Linked DNA regions of Mus musculus: regions 1 and 3 are each linked to region 2. The links are chromatin contacts, called in public HiChIP or PLAC-seq and promoter capture Hi-C maps. All regions are on one chromosome and are shown on one strand. The core of a region is the stretch at or near the end of the contact, and the rest is flanking DNA. Distances in the headings are between cores, read along the strand shown.

Region 1 (4,548 bases), core at 1,526-4,025, 90 kb before region 2:
GGTACCAAGGTCTGGGGTTATTGCAGTGATAGGCCTGGCCATGCTTTTTTTTTTTTTTTTAAAGAATGTGGATTCAGGTACTTTGGAGTTGGAAAGCCATGGAATGTTTTAAGTACGGCTCAATGGGCTATCCTAGCAGAAATACGGAAGACTTTGTTGCTGTGAGTGATTTGAACTGTACAGATCTGGCCCAAGAGGTTTTAGAGGAGAAGAATTTCAGTACATGGCCTAGAGACTGTTTTTGTGGTATTTTGGTGAAGAATGTGGCTGCTTTTGCCCTTGTCTGAAGAGTCTACCTGAGGCTAAGGTGAAGAGATTTATATTAACTGCATTGACAAAGGAAGTCTCAAAAAAAACAAAAACCAGCAGAGACTTTGTTCTTTGGTTAAGTCTCATGAAGAGCATTATAAACAAGCAGAGCAAACTGAGAAAGGAAAAATATAAAATATATGGTATTAACGGGGCACCAGAAGTGAAATGGAGCTGAATCCTACGTTCAAGGATAAATTGAATTAAGGGAATAGTGTCCTTGGGGGAAAGATTCCCCCCCAGCTAAATTTAGGTCCAGACATGATAGTACAACCCTTTAAACCCAGGAGGCAAAGACAAGCAGATCTCTGAGTTCAAAGTCAGTCTATGAAGCAAGTTCCAGGGCAGCCAAGCTTAGGCAATGAAGGATTTGGAAAACAGAAAGCTGGTGATAATATAACAGAACAATGGGGGCATGTTCCAGCCCCAGCTTTGGCCACATGGCTCTGGTTTTAGAGTCCAGAATAAAAGGGACTACTGGGACAATTGATGCTGGTTAGCTGGAGCTAAGAAATTAGTGGTGATTAAGAAGAGGCCAGTGGACAGGTGTGGTGGCACATGCCTTTAATCCCAGCACTCGGGAGGCGGAGGCAGGCAGATTTCTGAGTTCGAGGCCAGCCTGGTCTACAAAGTGAGTTTCAGGACAGCTAGGGCTATACAGAGAAACCCTGTCTCGAAAAACCAAAACCAAAACCAAAAAAAAAAAAAAAAAAAAAAAAAAAAAAGAAGAAGAAGAGGCCAGCATCACTGAGGTGAAGTCTTTTGGGAGGTGTTTTCTGTGAGCACAGAGGCTGTGTTCCAGAGATAGCCAAGACTGTAACTCATGCTGCAGCTGTACTAGGTAATGTGTAAGAATTGCCCAGGTGGTACTGGTTTTGAAGGCATGAAGGGGTTATGAAGAGCAGTTGAGGCTTGGCACTGTGAGAGGCCGTGGAAGGCCATTGGTGAAGGTGCAGCCCCAAATGCAGTTGGCAGACTAGGACTGAAGGAGTCATTCAAAGGATTTGAAGTTGGCACCATGAAGAGAGCCTATGAGAGGCTATTATTGGTGAAGCCTAGTTGCAGCAGAAGATCCCAGTGTACTGGAGAAGCCATTACCATGGGATGATCACCAAGAACTGCAGCAGCAGTGGGGTTGATCACCCTGAGCTTAGACTGACACAGAGGGTGGAGCTGGAGAAGTGGTGCCAGCCCTTATGAGGAGCCCAGAAAATCATGTGTGCATCCCAGACATTGAAACAAGAAGCTGTAACATTGAAGTTGTCTTGGAGACCCCCAAGATGTTCGAGATACCAGAGCCATGGGCTATCTGCTGAGGAAAGCTGCTAACAGGAAGTGGAACCATCCCAGGAGAAAGAAGTTTGTTGCAGTCAACAAAAATGAAAAAGGAGTTGGAAGATCTGAAGACCACTTTGACATCAGACATGGAGATGCAGTTTGGAGTTTGCCCAGCTGGTTTCCTGTCTTGCTTTGGGGATTACAGATAAGTGATTGGGTGAATCTCAGAAGAAACTTTGAACTTTGGACTTTTAACATTGTTGAGACTTCTACAGACTGGGGACTTTGGAAGTTGAACTAAATGTATTTTGCATTATACTATGTTTAGATATGGCCCCCATAGATTCATGTTTAAACAAGCCTATGAGGGCCAGGGGAGTGGAATGGGATAGTTTGTATATGCTTGGCCCAGGGAGTGGCCCTATTAGAAGGTGTGGCCTTGTTGGAGTAGGTGTGTCACTGTGAATATGGGCTTTAATACCCTCATCCTAATTGCCTGGGAGCCAGTATTCTGCTTGCATCTTCATCTTCAGATGAAGATGTAGAACTCTGCACCATGCCTGCCTGGATGCTGCCCACCTTGATGATAATGGACTGAACCTCTGAACCTGTAGGCCAGCCACAATTAAATGTTGTCCTTTATAAGACTTGCATTGGTCATGGTGTCTGTTCACAGCATTAAAACCCTAAGACAGGCAACAATAACTATATTTTTAAATTTCCATTTACTTCAACTCCTTTTAAATTCTATACTAAAAATCTTCAAAGACTAACAGAAAACACATTTGAAATAGCAGGTTATTCATTTACTTTTACTACTTTAGAAACTTCTTCTAAAAAACAAAACAAAACAAAAACCCGTATGAGCTAGGCTTCATTGTCCATACTTCTCTTGGCATTTTGGTCTTTTGTACCCCCACAGGAATGGCCCATTAAGCTCTGCTTGCAACAACACTCTACCCTGGAATTCTACATTCTTCCTGCAAATGGCACAAGTCATGTAGTGAGGTTTATCACAGAAGTCTGCTCCTTGATAAACATTTTTTCATATGAGCTTATTCTCTCACTGCTCTGACAGAAATACCCAACAAAAGCAACTTAAGGAAGGTTTCCTGCTGGCTCACAGTCTGAGGGTATAGCCCATTGTGGAAGGGAAGCAGAATGTGGCTAGTCACATGAAACAGAGAAGAGGAACCAATGTTGCTCTTCTGCTTCCTCCTTTCTTCCTTTTTATTCAGTCAGAGACACCAGCCTAATTATAACTCTACCCATATAAAATAGGAAACACCAGCCCAATTATAACTCTACCCTCCTCAGTTAAATTACTCTGGAACCCCTCTCATGAAAACATCCAGAAATGTGTCATCTAGGGGACTCTAAATCCAGTCAAACTGATAATCAAGATTCCATGGTTTATAAGTTTTTAAAAAAAAAAGATTATTTTATTTTATGTGTATGGTATTTTGCCTGCATGCAATAAATAAGTGCACCATATGCATGCCTGATACCATGGATCCTCGGGAACTGGAGTCACAGACAGTTTCAAGCTGCCATGTGGTGCTGGGAATTGAAACCAGGCCCTCCAGAGGAGCAACTAGTACTCTAAACTGCTGAGTCATTTCTCCAGTCCCAGTTTTTAACTTTTAAAAATCAACTGATGGAAAAGCTGAAAGCACAGTCTTAAGACAAATCTGAATTTGAATTCCAATGTCAACAGTAGCAAACTTCAGACAATTTATTTAGGATTTCAATTCTTCAAGAAAAAAATAAGATTATAAAGTTCGTGCCAGGCATGGTGGTACATACATACATACTGTTAATCACAATGTTTAGGACTAAAATGGTAAAGTGTCTGCAATTCACTTTCACTTGGGTTTTGTTTGTTTGTTTGTTTGTTTTTGTTTTGTTGTTGTTTGTTTGTTTGTTTTTAAAATAAATCCTAGGACTCAGACCTTTTGTAAGCTCAAAGCCAGCTTGGCCTACACCGCAACCTCCAGACCAGTTAAAGCCAAATAGTGAGACCGTGTCTCACTCTCGCTCAACAAAAAGATAATAATGTTCTGGTATTTAAGCAAGAAAATACAGTATTTGATATAAAATACATGCTGAACTGACGAAATCAGTTCCCTAATTTTCCTCTTCTCTCCTCAGGGTGAAGCTATATAACTGGTAGTCTCATACAGTCTTTGTCCAGTACCCATTTGGTTCCCTCTGCCTGGATGCCCCTCTTTGTCACATATAACACTCAAATCCTCCTTGTTTAAGTTTGTACTTAAATCCTACCTCTTCGTTTTATCTCCCACCACTAAAACTATACTTTATTTATGTTACTTAACTTATGTTACGTAATGTCCTGTCTGTTGTAAGCACTGTCTCAACTGCTTGCTTAAAAAGAACATAGTGGTTCATTTTCCTTCCGTTCTACTACACAAACCACAGTTTTGTGCATGATAAGCTCTCAAATATTTGACAGTTTTCTAGATTTCCTATTACAACTGCATTTCTGGCATTTCAGAATTTAAACTTAAATTGTCATTATTGCTGCCTTCTGAATCTCAATTCTTCAGTAAGTACCAACATTGTACCTGATTTACTCTGTTTGGCCACAGGGTTTTCAATGTAGCCCGTGCTGATCTCCTACTCACAATCCTCCTAAGTTCAGGTTACTAGCATGGGCCAACATGCCTTGGCTTAAAGGTTTAAAGATAAATTCACAGAAGTACTTGACTGGAATGGAAAAAGAGTATCCATTTTTTAAAATTTTTTTACAAACTATTCTTTTGCAAGAAAGCATATTAGACAGAAATGTTTAAGAAATCTTCAAACTATCTATTTTACAATCATTTGGGCAAAAATACAGGATACAAGTTCCTTGAGGCAACAACAGAACAAACAAAAACAAAACATTCAGGTCCTATAATAAAAATATTATATTACTAGTTTGTAATTTTTCTATATGAC
Region 2 (4,379 bases), core at 879-3,378:
CTCAGAAATCTGCCTGCCTCTGCCTCCCGAGTGCTGGGATTAAAGGCGTGCGCCACCACGCCCGGCTGACACTGGCGGCTTTAAGACCCCACTCCCAGTGCTGGGCAGACCCTTCACAACCTCCCATGATGGCTTTATCTGATATGGATAGCTCCTCTATTAGGTTTGTTACAGTAACTTTCCCCTAGCTTTGACAAAAAAATACCTGAAAAGATATTTCCAATTCAAGGGAGGATTTATGCGAACCTACGTTCCCTCGTGGTAGGGTAGAAGAGGCCGCAGGAGCAGGTCGCAGCCAGTCACACTTCACCCTCACTCAGAGCAGAGAATAAAGACGCTGTGCAGATCGCTTGCTTGCTTTCCCCTCTTACCCACTCCAGGACGCCAGCCCATGGGATGGATGGTACTGCTCACTTTTACAGCGGGTCTTCCTACTTCAACCTAAGGTAAACAATCTCTCACAGAGGTGCCCAGAGACTTGCCTCTTTAGTGATTCTAGATCCTGACTGTAGTCATAATGTTATTGTGTACTATGTAAAGATTATTCATGAATTATTCAAATGTGGACTTCTGTACCCCCATATATATTTGCAATCCTTATTCTGAGAATCTCATGTCTCAATGTGGTGAAAAACTTGCTCTACAATAATTCCCTGATTGGTCAGTAAAGAACTGATCAGCCAATGAATGAGCACGAAAGAGAATAGGGCTGGACATTTGCAGAGTTCGAGAGAGGAAGTGGGGATTGGCTGGGAGGAGAGACTCCAAGAGAGATAAGGAAAAGGAGAAAGAAAAAACAAAGAGCAGTCCGGGAGCCCAGAGAACCAGATCAGTACTAAAATGCTGCAAGTATCAGGAAGATTCTGTCGGGAAGGTGCTAGATTAGCATAAAGGATTAAAATAGAGTAACCTGCTCAGTTGTTGTGCCCTTAAAGCTTTTTGAGTAAATATACTAGTCCAGTCTCAATTCTTTGGGAGTTAGCTGGGTTAAGAGGAAAACTGCAACACACTATGTAAAATAACACTAACACCTGTCAAGTTGACAATCGGTGTTAACCATCACAGGTTCCAATCAATTCATTTAAGCTACCTAACTCCCTGAGAAAGTATTGCCATCCTGCCCAATCAAGACCTATGTTCTGCCAGGCATGGTGGTACATACATATGTAAAATACACACACACACACACACACACACACACACACACACACACACACACACACACTCACAAGAATGCTTGCAGAAGCGGTGTCTGCGGGGGGCTAGAGATGATGGTTCAGTGGTTAAAGAGTGTTTACGACTCTATCCAAGGATCAGAGAGAGATTTCCACAAACTACTGTACTAAGAGATTTCTCTGGCCTCCTTGAGACATACACGTACGCATGCACAAACTTTTTAAAAAGTCAGAAGCTTGAAGAAGAGGAGGAGGAGGAGAAACAGCCTATTGCAATGTCATATTGAGAGGCAAGCCCAGGAGTTTGAGGTTAGAAAGGACTATGTAGCAATACACTGACAAAGTGGAGAAGTCCCTAACTTCCTTTTCAGAGGAAGAATATTAATTACAAGCGGCTCACCCTGTAACCTCAGCCTTCCCCGTGCATGAACCACCATACCTGGCAAGGCTTTGTAACTGAGGAGAGAGAGGAAAAAGAAGAGGAGAGGCTTAACAATGAAGTTTTCTGCAGTGAAGAGAGCCAGTAAGAGCTGTGCTTCATACAGAATATCAAACTTTGCCTTCATTCCATTCTACCAGGAAACTGCCTAGGAACAAAAATGCCTACCACAAAAATGAGAAAGCGGACTAAAACAGGAAGCCAGGCTCAGCGCTGCACACCTTTAATCCCAGCAATCGCGAGGCAGAGACAGAAATCTCTGTGAGTTCAAAGCCAACTTGGCTCACCTAATAAGTTCTAGGACTATATAGCTACGGCTTCTGTAGAAAGATTCTGTCCCAGAAAAGCAAAAAAGAGGAATGAAGTTGTTTTCTTTTGAAATGCCTCGTGCCTTCTTTTCTTACACGGAGTCTTTATCTGGTAGAGAATTTTGCCTTGCCAGTGCATACTACCGCGGTTTTAAAAGGTGACAAACCGGGCTAGCTGTAGGACCCAGGAAGACGGTAGGCTTGGCCTACCCAGGGAATGCCGAAGGACTCGCCCCCTTCCCAGAAAGCACCACGGCCGCGGAAGCGTGGGACCCGCCGGCCGCCCCGCTATGGACGAGCTACCGAATGGCAACGGTGCGGCGCTGCTGAAGCGCGGGCGGGGGAGGCGCCGGCGGCACCCGCAGTCGCAGCCCCGCGGCGCGTCGGTCTTGGCCCTGCCCTTGCGGCCCCGGAAGATCCGAAGGCACCGGAAAAGTGCGGCGGCGTCCCGCGTGGCCGCGCTGAGAGCTCGCGCGCTCCGGAGCGAGGACTCGGACTCGAAAGTGGCGGTGGCCTCGGTTCGGGGCAAGCGGAAGAGGCCGGCAGAGCTGCTGGAGGCCTCGCGGTCGGCGGAGCCGCGGCCGGTGTCAGCGCGCCCGAGGTCGGCTTCGGCGACGCTGCCGAGCCGCGTGGAGGGATGGGCTGCGCTCTCCCGGAACCTGGGGACGGCCGCTCCGCCGCCGCCGGGCTCGCACGCGGATGAGCCGGGGCGACCCCGGGCTTCGCCGCTGCAGCAGGTACTGACGGAGCTGAACGGCATCCCCAGCAGCCGGAGGCGCGCCGCCCGCCTCTTCGAGTGGCTCCTGGCGCCCCTGCCTCCGGACCACTTCTACCGGCGGCTGTGGGAGCGGGAGGCGGTGCTGGTGCGGCGGCAGGACCGCAGCTACTACGAGGGTCTCTTCTCCACCGCCGACCTGGACTCGATGCTGCGCTACGAGGACGTGCAATTCGGGCAGCATCTGGACGCCGCGCGCTACGTCGATGGACGGCGGGAGACCTTGAACCCGCCGGGCCGCGCGCTTCCCGCCGCCGCGTGGTCCTTGTACCGAGCCGGCTGCTCCTTGCGCCTCCTGTGCCCGCAAGCCTTCTCGCCCACCGTGTGGCAGTTTCTGGCCGTGCTCCAGGAGCAGTTTGGCAGCATGGCGGGCTCCAACGTCTACCTCACGCCCCCGGACTCGCAGGGCTTTGCTCCTCACTACGATGACATCGAGGCTTTCGTGTTGCAGCTGGAAGGTCGGAAACTCTGGCGCGTCTACCGACCGCGGGACCCGAGTGAGGAGTTGGCCCTGACATCTAGTCCCAACTTCAGCCAGGAGGACCTTGGTGAGCCTGTGCTGCAAACGGTACTGGAACCTGGAGACCTGCTCTATTTTCCTCGGGGCTTCATTCACCAAGCTGAATGTCAGGATGGAGTCCACTCCCTACACCTCACCTTGTCCACCTACCAGCGCAATACATGGGGTGACTTCCTGGAGGCTGTACTGCCTCTGGCAGTGCAAGCGGCCATAGAGGAGAACGTGGAGTTCCGCAGAGGCTTGCCCCGAGACTTCATGGATTACATGGGGGCCCAGCATTCCGACTCTAAGGATCCTAGAAGGACAGCTTTCATGGAAAAGGTGCGGGTCTTGGTTGCTCGCCTGGGACACTTTGCTCCTGTCGATGCTGTGGCTGACCAGAGAGCAAAAGACTTCATTCACGATTCCCTGCCCCCTGTGTTGACCGATAGGGAACGGGCTCTAAGTGTTCACGGGCTCCCAGTTCGCTGGGAGGCTGGAGAACCCGTCAATGTGGGGGCCCAGCTGACAACTGAAACCCAAGTCCACATGCTTCAGGACGGCGTAGCTCGGCTGGTGGGAGAGGGAGGCCGATTGTTCCTGTATCACACGGTGGAAAACTCTCGAGTTTATCACCTAGAGGAACCCAAGTGCTTAGAAATCCACCCCCAGCAAGCCGACGCCATGGAACTCTTGCTTCGCTCCTACCCGGAGTTTGTGAGAGTGGGGGACTTGCCATGTGACAGTGTGGAAGACCAGCTCTCCTTGGCAACCATGTTATATGATAAGGGGCTGCTACTCACCAAGACACCTCTAGTTCCGAGTTAGTTTTTTGAGGATGGCTGGAAAGAGTGCCGTTGCGACTCTCCACTACCGTTGCCTCTCTTTTTAAAGAGGTCGGGTTCTTACCTTGCTAAGCATCAGTATGGTTGTGCTTACCTTTAGGATTTTTTCAGTGTCGCAGACTTCAGGCTGGAGAAGAACCTTTTTACCTAGGTGTAAAAGTAAACACAGGAATTGAAGCTGAGGGGGAAAGTTCGTGGCAGAAGTGGCCCTGACCCCTGTCCTTTCAGAGCACCAGCTTCATTCCCTACAGTGTCCAGTGTACCGGGTAGCATTGGCTGGGCCATTCTGCTGGAGACATTGGGGGTTTTATATGGAAGTTGCTTCCTTGGGTTCTATT
Region 3 (4,913 bases), core at 2,246-4,745, 68 kb before region 2:
AATGAGCTATTGACATTGTTGCTTTGTAGCTAACAAACCTGAGGTACAGCAAATTTAGAAAGTTCCAAGAGCAAAAATTACTAACTGGTTGGGCTAAGATTGTTTATACTTTTTTCCCCTAGATGTCTATTTTTTTTCTAATAATAGAGAACAAAAAAGGGTATTTATGGATTTGGGTGGGTGGGAAGGATCTGGGCAGACTTGGGGGAGGAGAACTGTAATCAATATATTCTATGAAAAAAATCTATTTTCAATAACAAAAATAGTTGTTTGATCTTAAAAAATAAACAGATTCCTGATTCTAAAATCCTTAAAAAAAAAACAAAACAAAACTAATTTTGTTTATAAAATTTAGATTTTTACCAAAACTAAAAACATCTGCTACAAATATTTTTGCTAACAGAACATGAAGAGTTTTCAATTGCTTAGGTCAATCATAAATATAAAGTGCAGTCTTTGCCCTCAAAACCTTTTTTTTTTTTTTTTTTTTTGAGACAGGGTTTCTCTGTGTAGCCCTGGCTGTCCTGGAACTCACTCTGTAGACCAGTCTGGCCTCGAACTCAGAAATCAGCCTGCCTCTGCCTCCCGAGTGCTGGGATTAAAGGCCTGCATCATCACACCCGGCCCTCAAAAACTTTTTAATGTGGCATTGCAACACTAAACTGACACTAAGTAAGTCAGTGGTAGAATATTTGTCTAGCATGTACAAAGCCCGGGGTTCAATCCTCAGCTCTGCAAAATACTAACGCTAATGATGATGATGATGATGATGGGTCATTTGTAATTTTCTTTCTTTCTCCACTCCACCCACCTTTTGGGATACTGGGAATATAGGGTCTACCATTGTGCTGTATCCCAGCTCTCTTTTATCTTGTGTGTGAGAGGGTACATAGGAAGGGCTTGTATGGCCTTAAAGGAAAAATAAGGGAAGGAGTTAAAAGCTGAACAACATTCACAATTTGTTTTGCACAGCCATTTACTCTCAGATAATGATATTTATTTTTTTAAAAACAACAGCAGCTGAATTTTATTCCAACAGCTGCACTACCAAAACAATTTCAGATGTAATTTACAAATTAGTTTTAGTGAACAATGTGTTTCAGTTCATTTTTCCATTGGCCTAATTCTTGAACAGACTGCAAAGTTTTCAATATTTTACTTCAATTTTAACAGTTGCATTATCAAAGAGATTAAACAGCAGCAAAACACAGAAAAATAACAATAGGTATAATTGCTTTTCAGATATGTTAAGAAACCACATTACTAGTAAAAATGCCTGACATGTATTTGACCAAACTTAACAGCAAAAGTTAGAGTTCTAGGATAAATCTCACATTCTTCCAGGACATTTTCCATCTCTCTGCTTCTGTAACAGCAAAGCAAATGAAGCCTCTTCACTGTCCTGTGGCTACGGTCAACTGTCCCAACGCTAATCAAGAGCCAGACATGGTGAAACAAACCTGAAATCTCAGAGCTCAGACAACTCAGGGCCAAAAGCTTGAGCCCAGTCTCACAGTGAGTCCCGGTCTTAAAACACACACATGCTCACACGTATTCATATGTATACACACACACACACACACACACACACACACACACACACACACACACACACACACACACGTCCATGAACTATTTGGCATTTTAGGATCAGAATAGACTAGTTGCTACATTTAAAAGAAAATATGAAAATGGATTACTCCTAAAAATATTATTAAAAAGGAAAAAATATCTAAATTTCTAAAATCTCAATTTAAAACACTATGTAATGGTTAGTTTTTACTCAACCCAATCTAGACTAATCACCTGGGAAAGTAGTCTGAATAGGAACAGGTTAGATTAGATTGGCCTGATTTCATACCTTTGAGGGATTTTCTTAATTAAGTTAATAGACGTGGGAAGACCCACCTTGAATGTGTTTGGCAGCAATTCATGGGCTAGGCCCTGGACTGAATGACAAGGAGAGAGCCAGCTGAACCCTGGCAAGTACACATGCATTCATTTCGCTCTGTGCTTGACTGTGGATGTGACCAGCTGTTTTAAATTCCTGTAGCCTCAGCTTCTCTGCTATGATGGGCTGTGACATGGAATTGTGAGCTAAAACAAACCCTTTAAGTTGACAGGTGATTTTATCATAGCAACAGAAATGAAACTGGAAGATACTGGCAATGTGTACTCACAGAACATAAATAATAATTAATGACTGTTAGCTCAAAGATTTGGTTTGCCAAAATTTCCCCTGTATTAAAAGCTCAATCTCCACTGTAACACTTCACCACTACCTCCAGAAAAGACTGCTTAAGAACCTTTTCATCTAAGTGTGCTGGTACACACGTTAATCCTAGTACTCATGGAGCTGAGGCAGTAGGACCACCAGTCCAAAGCCTACATGGGCTACACAGCAACTTCCAAGCCAGATTACATAGTGAGACTTATCTCAAAAAAGCAACAAAGAATCTTTTATTAGCTCCCTAAATGTAAATGGACAAGATTGCTTACACCTCTAGGTAGTTCCATTTTAGAAACAGCTCAGAGAAGAGCAACCTTAGCCTAAGATTTAAGTTTTAATCAGACCTGGATAATTTTGTATCAATGAGATTCAGTGCACATCCCTGTCTCAGATAAGAAAGCTAGTATCAACCTCTGCCTTCCACATGCAACTGCCCATACCTATGTGTATGTTCATGAACCCATATACACACATAAATACATAAAAATTTTAAAAAGGATCTTTAGTTAAGATTGCTTCACAATTCTTTTTTTTTTTTTTTTTTTTTTTTTTTTTTTTTGGTTTTTCGATACAGGGTTTCTCTGTGTAGCCTTGGCTGTCCTGGAACTCACTTTGTAGACCAGGCTGGCCTGGAACTCAGAAATCTGCCTGCCTCTGCCTCCCAAGTGCTGGGATTAAAGGCTTGTGCCACTATGCCTGGCTTGCTTCACAATTCTTAGCAAAAGGAAAGGAAGTAATTCTACAGGAGACAGATGAAATCAGAGCTTGTTGTGGATTGCTGATTGTATTTTCTGCTCCCTCAGGAGAGGTGCTTCAATGTGGAGTAGATCACATACTCAGGTGAGGTCAGGTGAAATCTTAATTGGTCAGATAAAGATAGAGCCTGTGATTGGGCAGTGGAAGGGAGAGGCGGAGCTGAAAGTTTTAGAGAGGGGAATGAGGAAGAACAAGGCCAGACAAGACAGAGGGAGAGAAAGATGGAGCAGACCCAGTGGCCTGGAGGAGCCGCAAGTAGCTAGGGATTCCACAGCTGGGCATAGAGTAGTGAAGTGGTGTATTTGTCTAATCTAAGCGTGCAGCTTGTAATTACTGAGTTGTGTGTTCTTCACACAGGCATTTTGAGGTTGGAGATTTACCATTATAAATCTGGCTGGTATATTATAAGTCTCTAATATTTCACAGGGCGAGGGGGATCTGAGTGAGCCATAGCTGGCTTTCTGCAGGCCAGCCACAGGGGGAAGTAAGAGCAGCAGCTCCAGGCATTTCAGGAAAGACTGGTTCGGTTAGCTCAGCAAGCGGAGAGAGCTAACTTGGGAGCAGGTTTTTGCCCAGAGCGGCTTGGCAGCAGGCTGGCAGCGGAAACCAGGGCAAGATGGCCACTTGGGGCTGGCCATGGGGGTGGGCAAGACCGCCAAGGCCAGAGTATAGCCAGATTTAGTGTGGGTTTTGATTTTAAAACTACACGCAACTGTTCACCACCTATGCAAGTGGAGGGGGAGGGAAGAAGGAGAGAGAAGGAACACAAAGATTATACATAATCAAGAGACTTAGAGACTAGAAAAGGACAAAACAACTCATACCACAGAAATACCAATCAAAATACCCACTTCAATAGCTTTTAATTAAGGCAATACAAAAAATTAAAGCAAACAAATTACCTCCCATCAACCACACCCTACATAACTAAAATTAACCAAAAACAGGGAGATAAGAGCTCTAATATTTAGATAGCCATAAAAAAGCAAACTAAGTACAAAACTTTTATATCAAAAAGATGTGTAACAGAGGCTGGGATGAATCACATTTGATAAGAGTCCTTGCCTAGCATGCATGTCCCCCTGCACCTCCTACACACCTGGTGTGTAAGTGACGTGTAGAGGTGTATCGTACACCTGTGATCCCTGCATTTCAGAAGGCAAAGGCAAGAAGGTCACAAGTCTAAGGACAGCTAGTACTATATTGACAAACTAGTCTCAAAAAATATATATATTTTTAAAATTCACTGTAGAGGGCTGGAGAGATGGCTCAGTGGTCAAGAGCACTAGTTCCACCAGGCGTGGTGGCACACGCCTTTAATCCCAGCACTTGGGAGGCAGAGGCAGACAGATCTCTAAGTTTGAGGCCAGCCTGGTCTACAGAGTTAGTTCCAGGACAGCCAGGGCTACACAGAGAACTCTGTCTCGAAAACACAAAACAAAACAAAACAAAACAAAACAAAACAAAGAGCAGTAGTTCCTCTTCCAGGGGCCTGAGTTCAATTCTCAGTAACCGCATAGTGGCTTAGAATTATCTGTAATGGGATCTGTTGCCCAATTAACAAAAACAAAGAGAGAGAGAGAGAGAGAGAGAGAGAGAGAGAGAGAGAGAGAGAGAGAAAGGGAGAGAGAAAGGGAGAAAGAAAGAAAGAAAAATCTTGTCCATGTGTACCTAAAGACTTAAGAAAAATATATAGTAACAGTCATTAAAAAAAAACAACAACTTTTTTGAGGCCTCCAATTTACCCTGTAGCCAAAAATGACTTCTGATCCTCCTGCCTCTCCTTGAGTTCTGTGATTATAGGTAGTTTATATAGTGTTAGGGACTGAACCAAGGATTTCAAGCATCCTAGACAAGCATCCTCCCAAAGGAGCTATATAATATAGATGACTCTTAAAAACACAATATTGACTAGAGCAAAGCAATA

Evidence for each region. Promoter capture Hi-C pulls out the DNA fragments that hold promoters and counts their contacts. HiChIP or PLAC-seq counts read pairs in DNA pulled down with a chosen protein or histone mark.
Region 1: a contact with region 2 is called in a promoter capture Hi-C map of neutrophils, with 5 times the contacts expected there. The contact joins the enhancer-like site here to the promoter of Riox1 in region 2. A contact is called at or near these places in 9 of 39 promoter capture datasets (3T3-L1-derived adipocytes, the C10 cell line, the HPC-7 cell line and 5 more), 1 of 15 datasets of contacts at CTCF or cohesin (the NIH/3T3 cell line), 6 of 484 Hi-C or Micro-C datasets (CD4 T cells, ECoMG-derived neutrophils, bone marrow-derived macrophages and 3 more), 5 of 115 datasets of contacts at active chromatin or transcription factors (bone marrow-derived macrophages, cardiomyocytes, fetal liver and 2 more) and 4 of 9 other capture datasets (adipose tissue, liver, macrophages and 1 more).
Region 3: a contact with region 2 is called in an H3K27ac HiChIP or PLAC-seq map of microglia, with 3 times the contacts expected there. The contact joins the enhancer-like site here to the promoter of Riox1 in region 2. A contact is called at or near these places in 4 of 39 promoter capture datasets (liver, neutrophils and stem cell-derived epiblast-like cells), 1 of 15 datasets of contacts at CTCF or cohesin (the NIH/3T3 cell line), 2 of 484 Hi-C or Micro-C datasets (cerebral cortex and liver), 7 of 115 datasets of contacts at active chromatin or transcription factors (the SCID.adh cell line, bone marrow-derived macrophages, embryonic stem cells and 2 more) and 3 of 9 other capture datasets (adipose tissue, liver and pancreatic islet).

What each region holds. Positions count from the first base shown.
Region 1 is chr12:83,858,121-83,862,668 of GRCm38.p6, forward strand. It overlaps a transcript of Numb not described here. Among named protein-coding and RNA genes, the nearest start is that of Numb, 18 kb to the left of the region's middle. Within about 2 kb of position 2,776, at least 41 of the 459 cell types and tissues checked have an H3K27ac peak or open chromatin away from gene starts, as enhancers often do. A contact at or near this core is called in ECoMG-derived neutrophils, the HPC-7 cell line, bone marrow-derived macrophages and 1 more, where this site is marked.
Region 2 is chr12:83,948,480-83,952,858 of GRCm38.p6, forward strand. It overlaps Riox1 (ribosomal oxygenase 1), which reads left to right and starts at 2,129. Exons shown (of 1, transcript NM_023633.3): 1 at 2,129-4,379. The coding sequence starts at 2,213. The coding sequence ends at 4,024. Heatr4 (HEAT repeat containing 4) reads right to left here. Exons shown (of 17, transcript NM_001376939.1): 16 at 4,136-4,188.
Region 3 is chr12:83,879,181-83,884,093 of GRCm38.p6, forward strand. It overlaps a transcript of Numb not described here. Among named protein-coding and RNA genes, the nearest start is that of Numb, 39 kb to the left of the region's middle. Within about 2 kb of position 3,496, at least 31 of the 459 cell types and tissues checked have an H3K27ac peak or open chromatin away from gene starts, as enhancers often do. A contact at or near this core is called in cerebral cortex, embryonic stem cells, microglia and 1 more, where this site is marked.